Linked DNA regions of Mus musculus: regions 1 and 3 are each linked to region 2. A link is a contact called in public Hi-C and HiChIP or PLAC-seq data. All regions are on one chromosome and are shown on one strand. The core of a region is the stretch at or near the end of the contact, and the rest is flanking DNA. Distances in the headings are between cores, read along the strand shown. Region 1 overlaps Wdr27 (WD repeat domain 27). Region 2 has its middle 42 kb from the start of Thbs2. Region 3 overlaps Wdr27 (WD repeat domain 27).

Region 1 (3,942 bases), core at 895-3,394, 150 kb after region 2:
TCTTTACAATGGGACCTGCAGGAGTGGGTGAATACCATGATCAGAGGGTGAGTTGCATCCCTCTGGACTCTGGACACTTCTGATTTGTATCTTGTGAGAACAAAGCGGCTGGGGGACTGAGGCAGGAGGATTAACCTGAGCTATATAGCTAGGTCCTATTTTAAACAACCTCAAGGACGTCTCAGCATCCTCCAAACAGGAAGGTGCTGTGGGTTCTTCTCTTTAGATGTCTATGCTTCTTGAGGAGACTGAATCATTGTAGTTTTGGATACATCACAAACAGATGTGGTAAATGTTTAAATTGTTCAGTGAGGACAATTTACAAGTAAAAAGATATATACTTGCTTTACATTTATGTATTACTGAGTATCTGCTATATACCAGGTGAAAGAAATACAGAGTTGGGGCTGTATACAGAGATGGCTCAGCGGGTAAGAGCACCAACCGCTCTTCCGAAGGTCCTGAATTCAAATCCCAGCAACCACATGGTGGCTCACAACCATCTGTAATGAGATCTAATGCCCTCTTCTGGTGTGTCTGAAGACAGATACAGTGTAATTAGATATAATAATAAATCAAAAAAAAAAGAAAAGAAAGAAATACAGAGTTACTTTTTACTCTTTGGCCAATGCTCTTGTCCTTATTGAAAAAAAAAAAAAAGTCCATTCTTCTCACTTAAACCTCCAGTGATTCTTTTGTTAATCTTCAGGCACGGTTTTTGCATATGTTTTTTCATATAGAACATACAGATATACATAATAAAAGACTACAAATCCACTGATTTGAAGGTTGATTCTCAACCTTCCTAATGCTATGACCCTTTAATATGGTTCCTCATATTGTAGTGACCCCTTAACCACAAATTATTTTGTTACTACTTCATAACTGTAATTTTGCTAGTTATGAACTGTAACACAAATACCTGATATGCAAGATATCTTTCAGCCTACAGGTTTAGCATTGCTGCTCTAAATGCTGTCTGAAAAGCAGAACAATGACCATCACTCCATTCTAACGTGATAAAAGAACAACCAATGCGCTGGATCCCTTCCTTTCTGTGACAGTGGGATCCTGTGCTGCTTAACTGCCAAACACTCGTTTCTGTAAAAAGCCACAGCGCTAGGATATAAAACACCACATAGGAAGTCAACCAGGGACCGTCTCAGAAAAACACTTTTCTTTGCTTATGTTACTTGAATGCAAAGTGTCAATCACAAAGGGCTTGTAAGAAATGATGGTAACCTCAAACAAAAGTATAGTCAATGATGCATAAGTCTTCAAAGCTTCCTAGTAAAGTTTGCCATTGTTTTGAAACTAGTTTGGCTGTATTCCAGAGACACTAATGAATGGTGGATAAAGTGCCTTTACTTATGTTGTGTCTTTTCTAAGCTGTTCTTTTTTTTTTTTCTCCATGATTTCAGTGATCATTGATCTTAATTTGCATCTCCTCAAGAAGAAATGCACGTATCTTGCCATCCTGATGTTCTGTCCTGCTTGCTGACAGTAGTCTCTTTCTTCTCCCATGGGAGCCTGAGCATGTTTTGGAGACTATGTTAGGGGCTGGGTTAGAACCAGGAATGCTGGCACCTGCACTACCCTGCACCAGTACCTCATAAGCATCCCTCAGCTCAGACCCAGGTTCTTGCTTAGGTACCACCATCTTGGTGCCTCATGTGACCCTCAATATGGAACTTTATGAGGACACTTTATAGGAGACAAGTGACCATCAAGTGACCTTTCAGATAAAGCAATTTGAGGCACACAGTGGAGGAGGAGGGAGGGGCAGCATAGTTTCCAGCCAAGGAAACTATGAGAGGTCTCATGAGAGAGCTGGCCTCCTCTGTGGGCTTAGCCTCCAGCTATGTGGCAATGTGTTGCACAGTCCTGGGACACTCTAAGATCTCTGAGTTCCCAATCTGCAGGAGATATGGATCTGGCATAGAGGAAAGGTGGAGAGGAAGAGAGGCAACTACACAGGGAGAAGCATGCAGTTCTCTGAGACAGGGAATGCCTTGTTACACATGAGCTGCACTGAAGTGTAACACTTGATGCCATCACCTTGTCGCTCCTACACCACACATTACAGTCGTTCATGGAGCATGTACCCATGTCTGGGATGACTAATACATGGAGAAATGAGTGATACATGTGAGAGTGTATTGTGACTCAGTAAAAATGAGCCGTTCGCAATCACAGCTTACTATTATGGACTTCTAATGCTGGGTAACTGCCTTCAAATACTGTCAGACATGAAACAGATTTTTATCCCAGTACTCAATGGGGCTCAAGGTCTTTTTGATACCACCACCTAGAAACCCTACAGAGCAGGCACACATACATACATGTCTGTCCTCCGCACCACAAGCCATGAGCCTTCCACAAGGACTAAAAGCAACTCCACAAGGGTAAGAGCGGTTTGGATGCCCCTCAAAGCAGCGCACACACCTGCAAGGGGACAGAGAAACAGCTGGGCAGAAAGTGCTTGCTACAGCTTAAGACAAATTAAAAAATACCAACACATCTCCCTTTACAAAATCAACAAGCTACTATCTACAAAACCAAAGCTTTCTTGGATGTCTATGTATGTGCTGAGACTCAAACCCACAACTTTTTCCATCCTAGACACTCTACCACTGAACTACATCCTTGAAAAAAACTTCATATTGAGAATTATTAAATGGTATAGAGTTAAGGGATCTTTAAAATAATTTAAACTCTTTTTTTTTCAAAATTAATAAATTCCTACAGATGACAAAACTAAGGGTGAATTCACCTTTATGTAGGAGAAATGTTAAATAAGCATTTTCTGGATATTATAAATTTTTCAAACCGATTTTATAAAATCCCAAATGATATAGAGAAAGAGCCCACAGCTTTAGGGGAGGTGTAGGACTCTAATAAGAGGACTGAGTACCTCCAACTTAGCAAGTACCACATCCGGGTCTGGCATGGCTGTAGCTATAGTGTAATCGCCACCTCTCACATCTCTGACTCTCAGAAGCTGCATGTGGTGGCCCTCAGAGAACAGACTAGCACCCATGCTCCACCATCCCAAAGTGACTGCGTCAAATCTGTATAGGAGGCAGTCTTCTCCAGAGCTTAGAGACTAGTCACAGCCTTGTGTTCTCTGTAACAAGGGTCAGGTTGCATCCCCAGCTCAGCTCCAATTTCCCTCAGGGCAGTGCCGTGATGCAGGCTGGCCTTACCTCAAGTTCCTCAAGTCCCACAGTCGAATCCCATCACCAACAGCTGCCGTCAGGAAAAGATTATATGCCAGGGAATGCTGGGCTACAAAGGATGATCCCTGTAATCAGATAGGGAAAATCAAAAGGTAAGAGCTTTCTGAACATCTTACTTAATTTGGGAGGGGACGCACGCCACAGTGCATGTATAGTCATCCCTCTGATACCTGGCAGGAGTTGGTTCTCTTTCTCCACCATGCAGGGCCTTGGGATCAGACTCACATCTTCCTCAGGCTTAACCTCAAGCACCTTTACCTGGTAAGCCATCTCCCAGACCCTAAGATAAACTTGTAAAGACTACTGACACCTAACAATACTGGAATCTAAACCCAGAAGTCAACATAACCTTTCTTAAATTGATAGCTTTAGAGTAGGACTTAAACCTTCCATGTAGCCATGAATAGCACAACCACCTATGTAGATAACAGAGTGCACGTGCAACAAGGTTGATGTCAAGTATCTCAGCCTACGTAACTGTGCTCTGTGACTAATGATGTGATTCTCAGAATACAACCCCAGGCTGAACAACGCCAGCTAGCAGGGTAACTAAGCAAGAACACTCTAACCTTAATATCGACTGCGTGCTTACCACACTCAATGCCACTGAGAACCACAGAACTAGAAAACAGCAACAGATAAAAGACTAAGATATTTGCACACCATCATATTTACACACCAGTAAATTTGCACACCAGCATGT
Region 2 (4,191 bases), core at 490-2,989:
AGGAGATTTCTTTCCTTTCCTTTGTGCGGTGACAACCTGTCTTCCATTTTCTGTTTCCATTGTCACATTAACCAAACGCATTCTGCTTTGATCTCCCAAAGGAGTGACTCAGACTGTAGACGTAGGCTTTTCTGTGAAATTTCCAAAAAGATAAAAACCAACGTTTAAACTCAATCTGTTTCCTGTGTGGCACTCCAGAGGATGATTTCAGGAGACAGACATGCGTGTGGGAACAACCGACGGGCGCCTCTTCCTACAGGCTTCGAAGCTGCAAACAAGCTCTCAGCCTGATGCAAGAGTGTTATTGAAAAACCCAGAAAAACATTCCGTATCATTGCCTCCTGCTGAAGGGATGAGACCCAACTCAGATACAGGCTCTGACAGTTAGTGAATGGAGCCTCATCAAAGAAATCCCACTGAGAGCCCAGCGGAGATATTCACTGGGTTTTATAAACACACACATGCTCTTCAGATCCTTACCACACACAAAGAAATATTAAAAGTAGAACTGAAAAAGATTTTTGTGGCTTTTTATCCTAGGGAACTATTGCCTAGCAGCTTCCTAAAACTAAGCGACGTGACATAGGTTCTCAGTAGTGTAACTCGTAAGGCAAACAATAAGTCTGAGAAGGAGAAGACAGACACTGAGCACCAGCTGCCTTAAAGTCACAGCCTGGTCCCTGACCTAAGTCCAAATCCTCCAGAGGGAACATTGCTTTGTGACTGGCCTATTCATGTATGTCCATGTATGTGCGTGCATGTGTGTGTATGTGTGTGTGTGTGTGTGTGTAATGTTCAAATGAGTTTCTTTATGTGTGTGTGCTAACAGTGTATGTATGCACCTATCTGTATCTGTTACTGTATAAGTGTGGAGTATGTGTGTGTGTGCTCAAAGTGTGTATATGCAACTATCTATGTATCTGTGTCTGTGTGTGTAAATGTGCAGTGCACGTGTATGTGTGTGTGCTCAAAAGTGTTTATATGTGTGCATGTGCTAAAAGTGTATGTGTGTGCCTATCTATATATCTGTGATTGTGTAAGTGTGGGGTGTGTGTTTTTAAATGTGTTTCTGTGTATGTATGTGTGTATAGGCACTTATCTATGTATCTGTGACTGTGTGTGTGTCATGTGTTTGTGTGTGTGTGTGTGTAAGAAGTATATCCCTATAGTGTAAACTATTAAAGAATAAAGAGTTCTGACACTTGGAGAAACAGGCATGGCAGGATTTCTCTCCCCATGGTAGTGTAGGTTGTGTGGGTTTCTTTTTTCCATGTAGCAAAGTTCCCAAAGGAGGGATTGAATAATAGATGATGGTTTAAACTCTAGAATGAAACACGTATCAGAACCTAGTCCATGTTGGGTGGGTAGCCAAGTGGTCATGTTACGAAGAGGTGAATAAGGCTCATACTCTGCTTTTAAAAAGATCAGTAGAAAAGCAGAATTAGCAACTGGGTCATGACAGCTGCATTACGGCGTGTTAACTAAGAAGTTGGGCTCTGGGTATGTTTATCTCACCGTGAGATCAGGAAACACTAGTGAAACACTGCAGTCCCAGCATGTGCTGAACTGGGATAAAGTGGAGCTCACTACCTGATCTCTGTAGAGTGAGATAAAGCCCCATATGAGATATATTCATACAGTCGCCTATAAAAAACAGCTGGGTTATAACTGTTAAAGGAGGAATGACACCAAATAAAACTTAAGAGTTTGTATGAGCGAAGGGTGATTCATGATTTGACTCATAATCTCCTTCCAGATTTGTGCTAAGGCCAGAAGGAGGTTATGGCCTCTGATTCCCGGGCTTCTCAGGCCGGGTACAAAAGCACAGGAGAAAAAGAACTGATTGCCACCACTGGCAGTCTGCTCCACGCTGCCATGGCCTGCCACATGGCCAGGATCAGCTCATTGGCTAAATCATGATTCACAATTATTCAATTGTGAGATGCCTCTAAGTTCACATTTGACAGTGTCAGGGTTCACAGAACCAGCCGAGACTGGGGCATCCTGCTGACCTGTTTTTCCAATCCAGTCTCAGAAATTCCCTCTGAGTCTTGACCTACTGACCAAGAGGACAGTATAGGAGCCACTCAGTCACCAGCATGGCTGCTTTGTCTCTGTCTCTAAGTGAGACTCACAAGGCATACCAGGCCACAGAGAAAGCCTTGTGTTGTTCCTTCCGCTATCTAGCCTGCTGCCTGTTACGGTAACTACAAATCTGCATGGGAGAACGGGGACAGCGTACAGGGCAGCAGAGGTTACAGGAGGAACTCGGAAGATTCCTTCTAGATACCGGAGGCTTTGCTGCCATCCAGGCCTCAGCAGCCAAATGATAGAAACAACAGACAGTTAGATATTAGTCCCTGGGAGAAAACTATGGGCATCTGTGAGTACAGAGGATATGAGTCAAGGGTCCAAGGTGTGATCCCAGAGCCATCTTCCCGGCTACAGTTTGAAGGGCTCTGGCTGAGGAAGCCTGTCTTTGAAAGCTCCTTCAGTGCCTGTAGCCATGACAGATGCCACTCAGCTGTCCAGCCCCATTATGCAGGGCTTTAGGCGCTCCTCAATCTACAGATGCTGGCACCATAGAGAAGCAATAGAACCAGGAAATAGCATCACCAAGAACTCTGAAGTTCCCAAAGGGAGTATAGTATTTTCTTTATAACTGTCCTCATTTCTGCCAGAGATCATCACAGCAAGACCAAGTTAATTTAGGCTCATTAAACACAACTTGGATACTTACAGAAGTGCAGAACGGCCTCTGGCTCACCACATGGTGTATGTCTAGTTGGTTGCAACTTTCACAAGGACTCTCTGAGCCACTCAGTACTAGAAAGGTAAGCATGTTAACTACTTTGAGACATCCTGGGAGTCCTCTGAGATACCCAGAGTTAGATATTTCTCCCAGGGACTAATAGCAAAAGAACTCTGTTTACAATGTCATTGTGAGATGGTTTAAAACACTGTATTAAGTAAGGCTACAAGTCACTATGGAGCCCTGCTTGGTTTCCCAAAGGTACAAACACAAGACCTAAAACCAAATACAGAAAGTTAGAGAGTTGTAGAAAATCCTGTCAGTATTAAGAAAGATACTCATCTCCCTCAGGTGAGTAGAGGCAGGGAAAGCTGGTGGTTAACACAGGGGATGGTTTTGATGTTTTAGCTTCATTCAAAGCTTCATTTGCCCTAACCTGAGGTCAGGTAGACATGGTGACTAGATTCTTAGAAGAGTTGCCGGCATGCTTAGAGCAATGCACACACACATCATGCTTGGAGCAGTGCACACACATACACACATACGCACACAGAAGCAAATGCACTACAGCCATTCACACTTGCATTTTATACATAATTGTTTACACACACACACACACACACACACATACACACTCCAGTGCCTTCCTGCAGGCCCTGACCAGCACAACAGTCCATCCCTGATTACTAGTGAAGTCAAACAAAGAGGAAGAGGCCCTTCCTCCCTGCCTCTGATGATGATCTTCACAGAAAAGCAACAGCTTCCTCAAGACCATCCTTACTCCAGTAGCTGCTGTCTGTTTGTCCTTATTCCGGTAGCTGCTGTCTGTCTGTTTGGGAGAAATTGATACTTTGGGACAAAACACTTACTTTTATCTTAGTGTTATTTAGCATTTTCTCTATTTCCCAAGATCATCTCAAATGTACCTTTTTAAGTCGAAGGTCCAGTGGAATACTCCAGACATGAGTTCACTCTGACGGGAATCATCATGACATCCCATCCCACATGGCAGGTGTTCCTTTCTAGTTTCTGTTTCCAGCAATAGTTCAGGAATGAAGAATTCAAAGTCTTGGTCTAACTTTGAAATCTAGTCCTTGTGGAAAACCGCCACTTGGGCTGGATCTTTGCTAATGGCCTGTTGCATTCTGGGTGTTTTCCATGGCCTCAGATTCTACTTCTTGTGTACCCTCACCAAACTGATGTGGACAAGTGGATGCCAAAGTATTTCTGAATCACCCAAGAGCTAAAAGAATGACTTTTTAGAATAGCATGAGGTTCTAAAAAGAAAGCCACCCTCAGAAGCAATGGAACTTACAACATTTCTCTGTGATCAAAACTACCATAAAGTACATTGTGTCCTAAGCACTCAAGGGAAGGAGGAGCCTGTGGGTCACTGGTCACTGTCCTGAAGTGAGAGTAGCTGGAGACACCACATAGCA
Region 3 (3,980 bases), core at 210-2,709, 170 kb after region 2:
GCTGTGACAGTCCATAGCTCAGGGTCACTAAGCAGTCTGGATCTATTGCTGGTCTCCCCTAAAGAGGGCTGACAGCTGTTACCATCTATAGCTCAGGGTCACTAAGAACTTTGTCTGATGTCACTGACCACCATGGCACAGGTGCTCACGTACACATTACCAAAAGCAGCATGAGTTCTGTCCTGTGAACTGACCACACCCTCAGTGTCCGGTCTCGGCCTGTAGACAGCAGCCACCTCTTGTCATGGCTCCAGCAGATAGTGCTCACAGCTCCATCATGACCTGGGTATTCAGGAAAAAGGGAAACCAAGTAGAATGTCTGTCTGTATAAGAACAGGCCAGAGCTGCTGCTTCTCAAGGAATAAGGGAAGCAGTTTCTTGCTGCCAGGCTAAAAGACCAATCACATCATCAGATAACCTTGCATTAAAGGTGTTTTAAAAAGAAAATTCAGGTTTTTCTTCTTTCCTTGCCCCTGCTCCTGGAATGGTGAATCTGAAACTAATTATTTATTATGAAATCCTAGGCCATAAGCTTTGGCTTATTTCCTGACTAGCTCATAACATATTTAACCATTTAAACTATTCTGTCTACCATTTAGCTAGTTACCCCAACCCCTTTGGTCCCAGCCTGCTTCTTCCTTTGTGTCTCCTCAGCATCTCTCGGCATTTCCCTGAGTTCATTTACCTGCTGGTTTATATCTGTCTTACTATTTCCCAGGATCCTCTCTCTTCCTGCTGTGCTCTGCCTCCTATTTCTTGCCTCAGCTCACTGGCCATTAGCTCTTTTATTGACAGGTAGTGCTTATAAAAGATTCTCCGTACATAAAGGCCTACTGATGAGGGTTGGAGAGGAGGCCTCTCTAAGATCTCACATTTCTTAAAGTTCTGACTTCATGTGCCCAGATCAGAGGAAGTTCTAATACCACAGTATAACAAGCAGTGTTCTAAAAGATCGTACAGAGATCTCGGGACCCTGTGATGATCTATCAGTATAAATAAGCCTTTTCTTTTAGTTTCAAAGGGAGAAAACAGGAGAACTCACTAAGGATGCTTGGACATGCTCTGATCATCTGCTCTGGCCAATGGCTGCTTTGGATGCTGGCTTATACAGGTGCTAGCATACCGCCTGCTAGGGAGCCCACAGGCAGGTGGGACTGACCTTCAGCTATGCGGTCCCTACTCCTCAATCTCCTTCTGACAAGGAACGTGCTGTCTCCTAATCTCACCTTTGCCCTTACAGTCTCTATAAAGCAAACTTGAAACCACAGCTACCTGAGTTTCCGAGAGACCCAAGAGCCCAAGGATTCATGGAAGCAGACACTTGGAGACAGCATCATGGGCTCTCTCCTGGGCGAGCCAATGGAAACAGGTAGACAGGAGAACTGGAGGCTGCACAGTGTCAGGCAAACGGAGAACACCAGTGACCCGAGACACGCTGAACCATCACATTCCACCCCAAGGTGCCCTGTGGTACACTCTGCAGCGTAAGGAACCACAACTTTGACAAGAATCTAACAGGAACCTCCCACCCAGGCTGCTCTCTGCACGGGAACTTGCACACTGCAATTGAAAGGGCATTCAGTGAATCAGTATCACCAGAGCACACTGGCCAGAAAGCCACCAAAATAGAACTGGAAAGCCAGAAAGTACTGTAAGTAGAATGCCACTCTGAAATGGGACCTCAAAACAGCAAAAAGTTACCAAGCAGAAAAATTATGCCAAATGCCTTTGCTGCCCTCTTGTGTCAAGTTCTGGCATTTTCCACAAAAGAACAAAGGACCTCTCAAATGTGCAAAAAAACATTTACTCACTACTGTGGGAACACAACGTGGAGCACTGTGAAAATCTGTGTGGAAGCTGGTCAAACAGCTGGAAAAAGACTATCACATGATCCAGCTCTAGCACTGCATACCCAAAGGACTCTATATCCTACTGTAGAGACGGTTGCTCCTCCATGTTCACAATTGGCTCTAGTCACAACAGTCAGAATATGGAAACAGCCTGTGTGTCTATCAACTCATCTATGTACAATGAAGACATAGGATATTTATTTCCTACGCTATTCAGCCCTTAAGAAAAGCACAATTATGAAATCCCCAGGTAAACGGATATGGGTGGAAACAACCATCCTGAGAGTAGTAACCCAGACTCAGAAACACCAACTTTGCATGTTTTCTCAAATCCATAGGTGTTATCTTTGAGTCTTCCGATATGTGTGTTTCATCTGGAATTCCTATGGAATTCAGAAAATTAGTAAGGGACCCTGGGGTGGGGCTTTCAAGGGAGCAAAGAGCAAATGGAATGGTATAAAGAGCCGGGCAGTGGTGGCGCACGCCTTTAATCCCAGCACTTGGGAGGCAGAGGCAGGCAGATTTCTGAGTTCAAGACCAGCCTAGTCTACAGTGTGAATTCCAGGACAGCCAGGGCTATACAGAGAAACCCTGTCTCGAAAAACAAAACAAAAAGAGAGAGGGGGGATGGTATAAAGAGGTGACGGCCAGTAATGGGAAAGGGAAGGTTAAATGGGGTAGAGGCTGGGAACAAAGAGTAGAGGACGGAACATGAGGGGTGACTAACACTGAAGAACTTTTGAAAAAGTCACATGGAAGCCTACCACTGTAAAAGTAAGTATACTTAAAATGTATACTACATATATAAGAAGAATTTAAATGGAGTTACTCTATAATGGGGTGGCAAACCCCTCCTAGATACCATAGGCTAACAAATGAAAAGCCCAGAGTCCAGAATGATTACCACTTTTGGACTTACTGGCCACTGGGGTCCCACAGAACTCCGAATATTACAGGCCATTGCCAATGTTATTGGCTACCATCCAGAGACTGACGGTAAGACCCTATTGATAGAAACACACATGCTTGGGTCACAGACTATAAAGAAATGAAGCTGGTTAGAACCTGAGGCTTCATCCCTTCTGGCTGGCTTCCATAGTACTGGGCGGTGCTGTGCATTCTACCACAGAGAAGTTATCATAAGTCATACCTGGCTGCAAACTCTGAATGCTGCCATCAGCCTGACAGGACACGGCTATTGTAATAATGGTGTGAATATAATAGTGATAAACTATATTCTGATTGGATTTAAGGCCCATCCACAAATTGAAACCCATACTAGGCACCAACATCAGGCTAAGAACCTGTGGCTAGTAGACATAGGGGGAGCATTGTCCTAGTGCTCTGCTGAACAGCCACAGTGTGATACTGACTCCCGATGACTTAACCTCATAGCCATGGATTAGTGCGCCTCTCAGCCTTCAGCACATTCACTGCCGTCCTCAGCAGGCGGTGATTAACACAGAGACCTACCACTGGTGAAGATGCAAACATAGTAAGAGACTGAAGTGCTCAATCTGAATGGGACATTGACATCCAGCTAGAGCACTCCCTCCCAGGGCTCAGGAGAAGAAACAGAGGCTGAAAGGGCCAGAGATGGCAGAGCAAGAAAACTCTTTTCCAGATACAGCAGGGCAGTTGGCATATAAACACACAGCAGTTCTGGCAGCATGAGTAAGACTTGTGCAAGCTCAAACCAGCTGGGAGAGGGAGAGTCTGCTTTCTTTAAGGGCCTGGCCCTCGTAGGTCAAACTCCAGTGAAGGCCAGACAGACAAAAGCTCATGGATAACACAAATTGGAACTGATGGGTTTAAAACAAAACAAAACAAAGCAAAGCAAAACAAGAACATAAAGCAGCAGGGTGGGTAAAGAAGGGGTGAATATGTGAAGAGTTGGGGGGAGGAATATGATCAAATACATTTTACAAAATTCCAAAAGGGTTAATTAAAAACAAATAAATAGGCAACACTGACAAACGTCTCAAGCACTCAGCAAGCTTGCAAAGAGTCAAAGCCCTAGGAAATGGCACTGTGACTGCACGGGCAGAGAGCACGTGCGACACCGGCCCGGGCTCACATCCGCCCTGGGTTAGGGCACGTCTGAGCATCCTCACTGATAACATACTTGCT

What was found. HiChIP or PLAC-seq counts read pairs in DNA pulled down with a chosen protein or histone mark. A called contact is a pair of places that touch in the nucleus more often than the background predicts.
Region 1: a contact with region 2 is called in a CTCF HiChIP or PLAC-seq map of the NIH/3T3 cell line, with 12 read pairs. The contact joins two enhancer-like sites. A contact is called at or near these places in 1 of 15 datasets of contacts at CTCF or cohesin (the NIH/3T3 cell line), 3 of 484 Hi-C or Micro-C datasets (3T3-L1-derived adipocytes, embryonic fibroblasts and embryonic stem cells) and 1 of 115 datasets of contacts at active chromatin or transcription factors (fibro-adipogenic progenitors).
Region 3: a Hi-C map of the C2C12 cell line shows a contact between it and region 2, with 4 times the contacts expected there. The contact joins two enhancer-like sites. A contact is called at or near these places in 1 of 39 promoter capture datasets (the 3T3-L1 cell line), 1 of 15 datasets of contacts at CTCF or cohesin (the NIH/3T3 cell line), 5 of 484 Hi-C or Micro-C datasets (the C2C12 cell line, adipose-derived mesenchymal stem cells, embryonic fibroblasts and 1 more) and 1 of 115 datasets of contacts at active chromatin or transcription factors (fibro-adipogenic progenitors).

Annotation. Positions count from the first base shown.
Region 1 is chr17:14,880,412-14,884,353 of GRCm38.p6, forward strand. It overlaps Wdr27 (WD repeat domain 27), which reads right to left. Exons shown (of 25, transcript NM_175173.3): 22 at 3,207-3,304. Among named protein-coding and RNA genes, the nearest start is that of Wdr27, 61 kb to the right of the region's middle. Within about 2 kb of position 2,145, at least 7 of the 459 cell types and tissues checked have an H3K27ac peak or open chromatin away from gene starts, as enhancers often do. A contact at or near this core is called in the NIH/3T3 cell line, where this site is marked.
Region 2 is chr17:14,733,947-14,738,137 of GRCm38.p6, forward strand. No RefSeq gene overlaps it. Among named protein-coding and RNA genes, the nearest start is that of Thbs2, 42 kb to the left of the region's middle. Within about 2 kb of position 1,740, at least 42 of the 459 cell types and tissues checked have an H3K27ac peak or open chromatin away from gene starts, as enhancers often do. A contact at or near this core is called in the C2C12 cell line and the NIH/3T3 cell line, where this site is marked.
Region 3 is chr17:14,903,277-14,907,256 of GRCm38.p6, forward strand. It overlaps Wdr27 (WD repeat domain 27), which reads right to left. Exons shown (of 25, transcript NM_175173.3): 18 at 161-282. Among named protein-coding and RNA genes, the nearest start is that of Wdr27, 38 kb to the right of the region's middle. Within about 2 kb of position 1,460, at least 30 of the 459 cell types and tissues checked have an H3K27ac peak or open chromatin away from gene starts, as enhancers often do. A contact at or near this core is called in the C2C12 cell line, where this site is marked.